Regions from separate parts of the Dromaius novaehollandiae genome. Here region 1 is linked to region 2. A link is a contact called in public Hi-C data. All regions are on one chromosome and are shown on one strand. The core of a region is the stretch at or near the end of the contact, and the rest is flanking DNA. Distances in the headings are between cores, read along the strand shown.

Region 1 (2,700 bases), core at 197-2,696, 35 kb after region 2:
TTTTTGCATCTACAGCTGCAACTTCAGACAGTTTATCATGGAATTGCTTGATTCCTCTGACAGCCTCTATCACCTTTTTCTGCTCTGGAACAGTATTTTAAACAAAGTGCTCCTCCACTCAGAGAAGCACTACAGATCTGTGTGATACTCAGAGAACTTAAGCTGGTATGCAAATGCCTCCCTATGCTCATATTTGTACCAGCAAGGAACTGGGAGTTCCTGCTACTGCCAGTTAGACAGTCACTGGGGTACCCAAAGAAACTGTGGGAGCTCATGCCAAGATACCTCATCTGCTGGCACACAGAAGAGCTCTACATGCACTCAGCTCCCCGCCTACCGACTGTCTGTCCTGCACGCTCCCAAGTCTCCAGATGCTGCTTTCTGCCTTGCCTCTCACCAAATGCCTGCAGGTGCACCTGAACTTTGCTGTTCCTCACTAAGCCATAACTGCAATGCTCTGAACAGAAGTCAGAAACATCAGAGGCAACTTTCCTCCCTTCTCCTCTACGGACTTATTCGCCCTAACCTGCAGACCGGGCCCCTGAGATCAAACCAGAGGACAGGCAGCTGTAGACAGACTTTACGCGGCCCGCCTACACTCGGGCCGGCCAGCCGGAATAAAAACACCGGCCCCTCCACGCTCGCTTCACGTCAGGGGAGCGGGGGGGGTGGGGACAGAGCCTCTGCCCTCCCCTCAGCCTCCTCGCCGCCCCCCTCCTGAGGGACGGGGCGGCGGGGGAGACCGAGGCGCCCGCCGAGCCCCGGGAGGGGTGGGGGGCGTGCCGCGTCCCCCCCGCACGCCGGCCCTCAGCGCCCGGCCCCGCCGCTCCCCCCCCGCCACGGGAAGCCCGGCCGCTCCCCGCTGGGAGCCGGCCGAGCGGAGCGGAGCCGAGCCCCGGGCAGCAGCGCCGGCGGCTTCTCGCCGGCAGAGGGAGCCGGGTCGCGGCCCAGCGCGGTCCCCGGGCGTGGGGCGGTCCCCGCCCGCCCCGGTCGCCCCTCTCACCCGGCACGGGCCGTCCTGGAAGACGCGCGGATCCAGGTTGCAGGCGATGGTGGCGGTGGGCAGGTCCTGCAGCGCCACCGCCTCCATCTCGCCGTCAACGAAGCTCCAGTCCGACTCGGCCCCGGGCGGCGGCGCCTCCGCCTCCTCCCCGGCCTCCTCCTTCTCTCCTCCTTCCCCGAGCGGCGGCGGCTCCTGCGGCGGCTCCTCCTGCCCCGCCGGGCCCCTCCCGCCGCCGCTCTCCATGGCCGGGGGCGAGCGGAGCCCCCGCGGGGCGGGGCCCGGCGGAGGCGCGCGGCGGCCGTTGAGCGCCTCGCGCCGGCGGCAGTTGTAACCCTCCCCCACCGCCCTTGGCGCGCGCACACGAAATTTACCAGCCCCCCCGCCCCTTCTTTCTTTAACCCCCTCGCAGGTTTAACCGTCTCCTTCCTGCCGCCCCCCCGGGCGCAAGGCGCCCGGGGAGCCAATAGGAAACCGCCGCCGCCACGGCAACAGGTGGCGGGCTCGAGACAGGCGCCGCTTCCGCCATCTTGAGTGAGGGCAGTGGCCGCGCCGTCGCTGCCCTGCTGTGGGGTGCGAGGGAGCTGGAGGGTCCCTCGTGTTGTGGGCCGCTGGCACGCGTGGGAGCTGCGCGCACACGGCAGGAACGTGCCTGGAGCGTGCGATCTGTCAGGGCAGGGGGTGTGAGGGGTGGGGGTCGAGGCAGGGCATCCCCTCCCTGCCCCGTGATAGGCCAGCACATGCCTAGCTGGGCACACGCCTGGTGAACAGCAGCATCCATGTTCTTCATTAGGTCATGGATAACCACAGGCAACATAGGGCCAAGTTTAGCTCCAGAGGCCTGCTTCAGTTGCGCAGTCAGTCACGCTGTCATGTTTTGCACCACAACTGGAGCACAGAACAAAGCGTCTTGATTCAGAGGACAGAATATTATGTACCAAACAGATGAATAAAAAAAAAAAATCTTTTCCCTAAAAAGTCAGCCTCAAGTTGCAATCATGTACCTCATATTCCTCGTATCTGCATCAAGAACAAGCGAACCAACCGTCCTGTTCTGCAAACAGTTCACAGAGCACAACGCTTCTGAAAGGAAGCCTGGGGGAAAAGAAAGAAAGAAGAAAAAAAATAATAATGATAACATTGTTTGGGCAGTTGCATTGTCTTTTGCTGAGGAATGATGCAACTGATCTTCATCATTTCTTTGTACTTTCTTCAGAGGTTTCTTACTGCTGGGCCAAACCAAATACGCTTTGATTTTATATATTTGTGAAAGAAAACATGCAAATACGGTGTAAAGCCATGTATGTCTGTCTCCATTCCTCCTTACCTTGGAGCTGAAGGAGGCATCATCTTACAACCCTTCTCTCTTCCTGTGTGTCAAAAGGCTACAAAAGAACTATACCTTTCCTAGCTAGGCTCAAGGAGCTGCTTGTGTCAGACATTCCTACATAGGAGAACAAAGTCTACCTAATGTGCTTAGCCTTTCCTCTTAAACGGCTGGTTAGTCCAACAAAACTGACCTAGACAAACACATTTTTGACATATATGTATATATATGCATATACTCAAGTACATTCAGCTATTAGGGGAGTAGTTTACCCAGAAGTGAACTTCAGAGGTCACAGGTTTTTTTTAAAGCTACTGTGATACTTGCATATTTTCCCCAAACATTCTATCCCTGTACAAAGATAACACAGAAT
Region 2 (2,700 bases), core at 68-2,567:
TTTATTTCAAAATTTCATTTTCATTTCTGAAGCTATGTGCATAACCACTACATTTCAAAAAGATTTTAAAATCCTAGTTCTCCTGCTTCTTAAGCCACACTTAAGCTTCTTCAAAATGAGAATTGAGACAAGAACAGAACCCTCAGCACAGAAAGTCCTTGTTTGTTAGCTTCCTGTACTGGAAAGTGAGCTGAACGCAACCATGAAAACTAAGCCTGAATTTCCAAGATCTTAGTCACATGTTAGCTGAAAAAAATCAAGCTGAACTGTATTTCAAAGTTCATGTTCTACTTTAAATTCAGAGATCATCTGCAAGATTCATGCAATATGTCTAGTTTCTCAAAGCATGTGTGAATTATAGAGGTCACATATCATGTTAGCAATATGACATTAAACAAAATTATATGTTATTTTGTCCTTTAAGTATCTCAGTAGTCAACAATCCACTGTATCAGTACTGGATTACTTGCATTATATGAATTCTAATCAATTAAGTACAAATCAGAGAAAAAATATTAATGTTTTAGCACTCCACTATTAACAATTACAGTGCCAGCCTCCCCCCCCGCCCAAGCCTGAAAAAGAGCAGAGTGTACTGTAAGTTACATGGAACTTACTACCAAAATTAGAATCCAAACATTGCTGAAAACACATATGAAAGTGAAGAATATGCTACAGAGGCAAAGACTGTTTGGCGGTGAGTTTCTGATCTCCTTCAAATACACATAGCTCAAGATCTTACAATTTCCAAAGTACGATTCCTTCACAACAGAGCATACCATTGCAGACTTGTAAGACCCAAGACCCTTGCATCAAACCGAAAGCTTCTTACAGGTCAAAAAGCCAGTGAGCTCTACTGTATTTTAAAGCGTTTTAGAACAACACCTACGTACAGTAACTCACTTGAATAAAACACAAAAAACAAAGCATACCCTTGTTTCTGCTTGATTGAAGACATCACTATCAGCCACACAGGCAATCAGAGAACTAAAACTGTAGTTAAAATTTCTAAAATGCATGCTGTGCTTCTCTAAAGGAACCCTTGCACTTCGGCAAAAACCAATTACTTTTAAGGAAGCTGTCGGTGCTGCGGACAGTGTTTATAAAGGAAACAAGTCCAGCCCCTGGGGGGGGGGGGGGGGTGGGAAGGAGAGGAGGGAGGGAAAAAAAAAAGTTTCAGAGCATCCTGTGTATGACAGCGAATTCCTGACCCAAGTCCTGCATGCTTGGAGGCAGGCAGGAACAAACTGTAAGCTCCGGCTGGAAAGAGGTGACGTCAGCACGTTAGTCAGCTTCATGCTAATTACCCGCGCTGGGGAGGATGGAAAAAACAGCTGAGGTTTGCACAGCAGCTGCTTTATCAAGCCCTCTCACAGCATAGTTTCCACTGGTAGTAATTCCATTCAGCACTCAAACATGCTCTTCAGTGGAATGGGACAACCCATCTTAAGATGGAAAATGTTACTTGCTAAAGGACCAAAGTCTACAGTAATCAACTGCAATTAGCCAGGAGGAAAATTTCAAGGCTTTGGAACGGAAAACAAATCCCTCAGGTCAACAGCTTTTGTTAACTTTTGGGAAAATTACAAAAGCATTCAAGTTTAGAGATTAGGAGGAACTGATTTTGGAAAACACTTTTTCCTTTGCAGGGAGAACTCATTTTCAAGCTTTCTTCAATTCAACTTTATGGATCGCTCCCCATTCTCACTTTATTAGAAGCTCAGTCTGAGCCCTGTAAACTGACTTTTTCTTTTTTCTTTGTAGGGGCTTCTGCAGTGATCTGCTGGCAAGATTTTAAGAGACAAACTGAATTACTCACTGCAGTGATGAGGGATACAAATCTACATTTATGACTTTGATTTATGGATTTGTCATGGTTTGAGAACATTTCCCCTAAAGCAGCACAGTTTAAAGTAATTTGTTAAGCTTATGCTGAAGCTTTTACAAGCTATTTGAAACTGTCCTATGCAGCTTTAGATCAAAATGTGCAACAGTCAAAACTGTACATGCATTTAGCTCGTTTTACTCTAAAAGGAGACTACAACATCACAGAATCACCAACTTTCATGAAATACTTACAAACAAAAAAGTCATAAATTAAAAACCTTATTTCGTAAGCATTTAACCAAGTATAACTATTCACATGAACAGTCCTCTTGATTTCCATGGGCTCTACTTACTCACTTGAAGTTAAAGATATTTACTGTGCCACAGGCCAAAAATCACTATTTACCAGTCAAATTCTCAACTAATGCAAAGTTACCTTAGTGAGAAAAACTACTCAGGCCCATTTCCTAGCACTTTTCCTTGGAAGCCAATCCTTACAAAAAAAACCTCATCTCAGGAGAAGAGAAACGGTTCTGAAGGATGTTAACAACCAATGTAGATGCCGTCACTGAGACTCAACTCAAAACTCTAAAAAAAAGTGACAGAAAGTGGGTCTCCAATATTCCCAGAGCAAGTGCCTGCAGGACAGAGCAGAAAGCACAAGCAGAAAGAATAGTCCCTTTCCTCTCCCTAAGCTCACAGGAGCGTGGGATGTGGTGGCTTTCCTGCCAATCAGTGCTTCAAGATTTGAACTAGGCACACACAGTGGGAACAGGTTTGAGTTCCCAAGGTCACTACCTGCATCCAGGAACAGAGATACTTGAGTACAGGATTCATAAACAGCCATTATGCTGAGCAGTAAACTGCCTGAGC

The links. A called contact is a pair of places that touch in the nucleus more often than the background predicts.
Region 1: a Hi-C map of brain shows a contact between it and region 2, with 4 times the contacts expected there. The contact joins the promoter of RCAN1 here to the enhancer-like site in region 2. A contact is called at or near these places in 3 of 4 Hi-C or Micro-C datasets (brain, liver and ovary).

The regions. Positions count from the first base shown.
Region 1 is chr1:118,036,293-118,038,992 of bDroNov1.hap1, forward strand. It overlaps RCAN1 (regulator of calcineurin 1), which reads right to left and starts at 1,447. Exons shown (of 4, transcript XM_026121585.2): 1 at 1,004-1,447. The coding sequence starts at 1,246.
Region 2 is chr1:118,001,649-118,004,348 of bDroNov1.hap1, forward strand. All of the region lies in intron 1 of RCAN1 (regulator of calcineurin 1), which reads right to left. Among named protein-coding and RNA genes, the nearest start is that of RCAN1, 35 kb to the right of the region's middle. Within about 2 kb of position 1,318, at least 2 of the 2 cell types and tissues checked have open chromatin away from gene starts, as enhancers often do.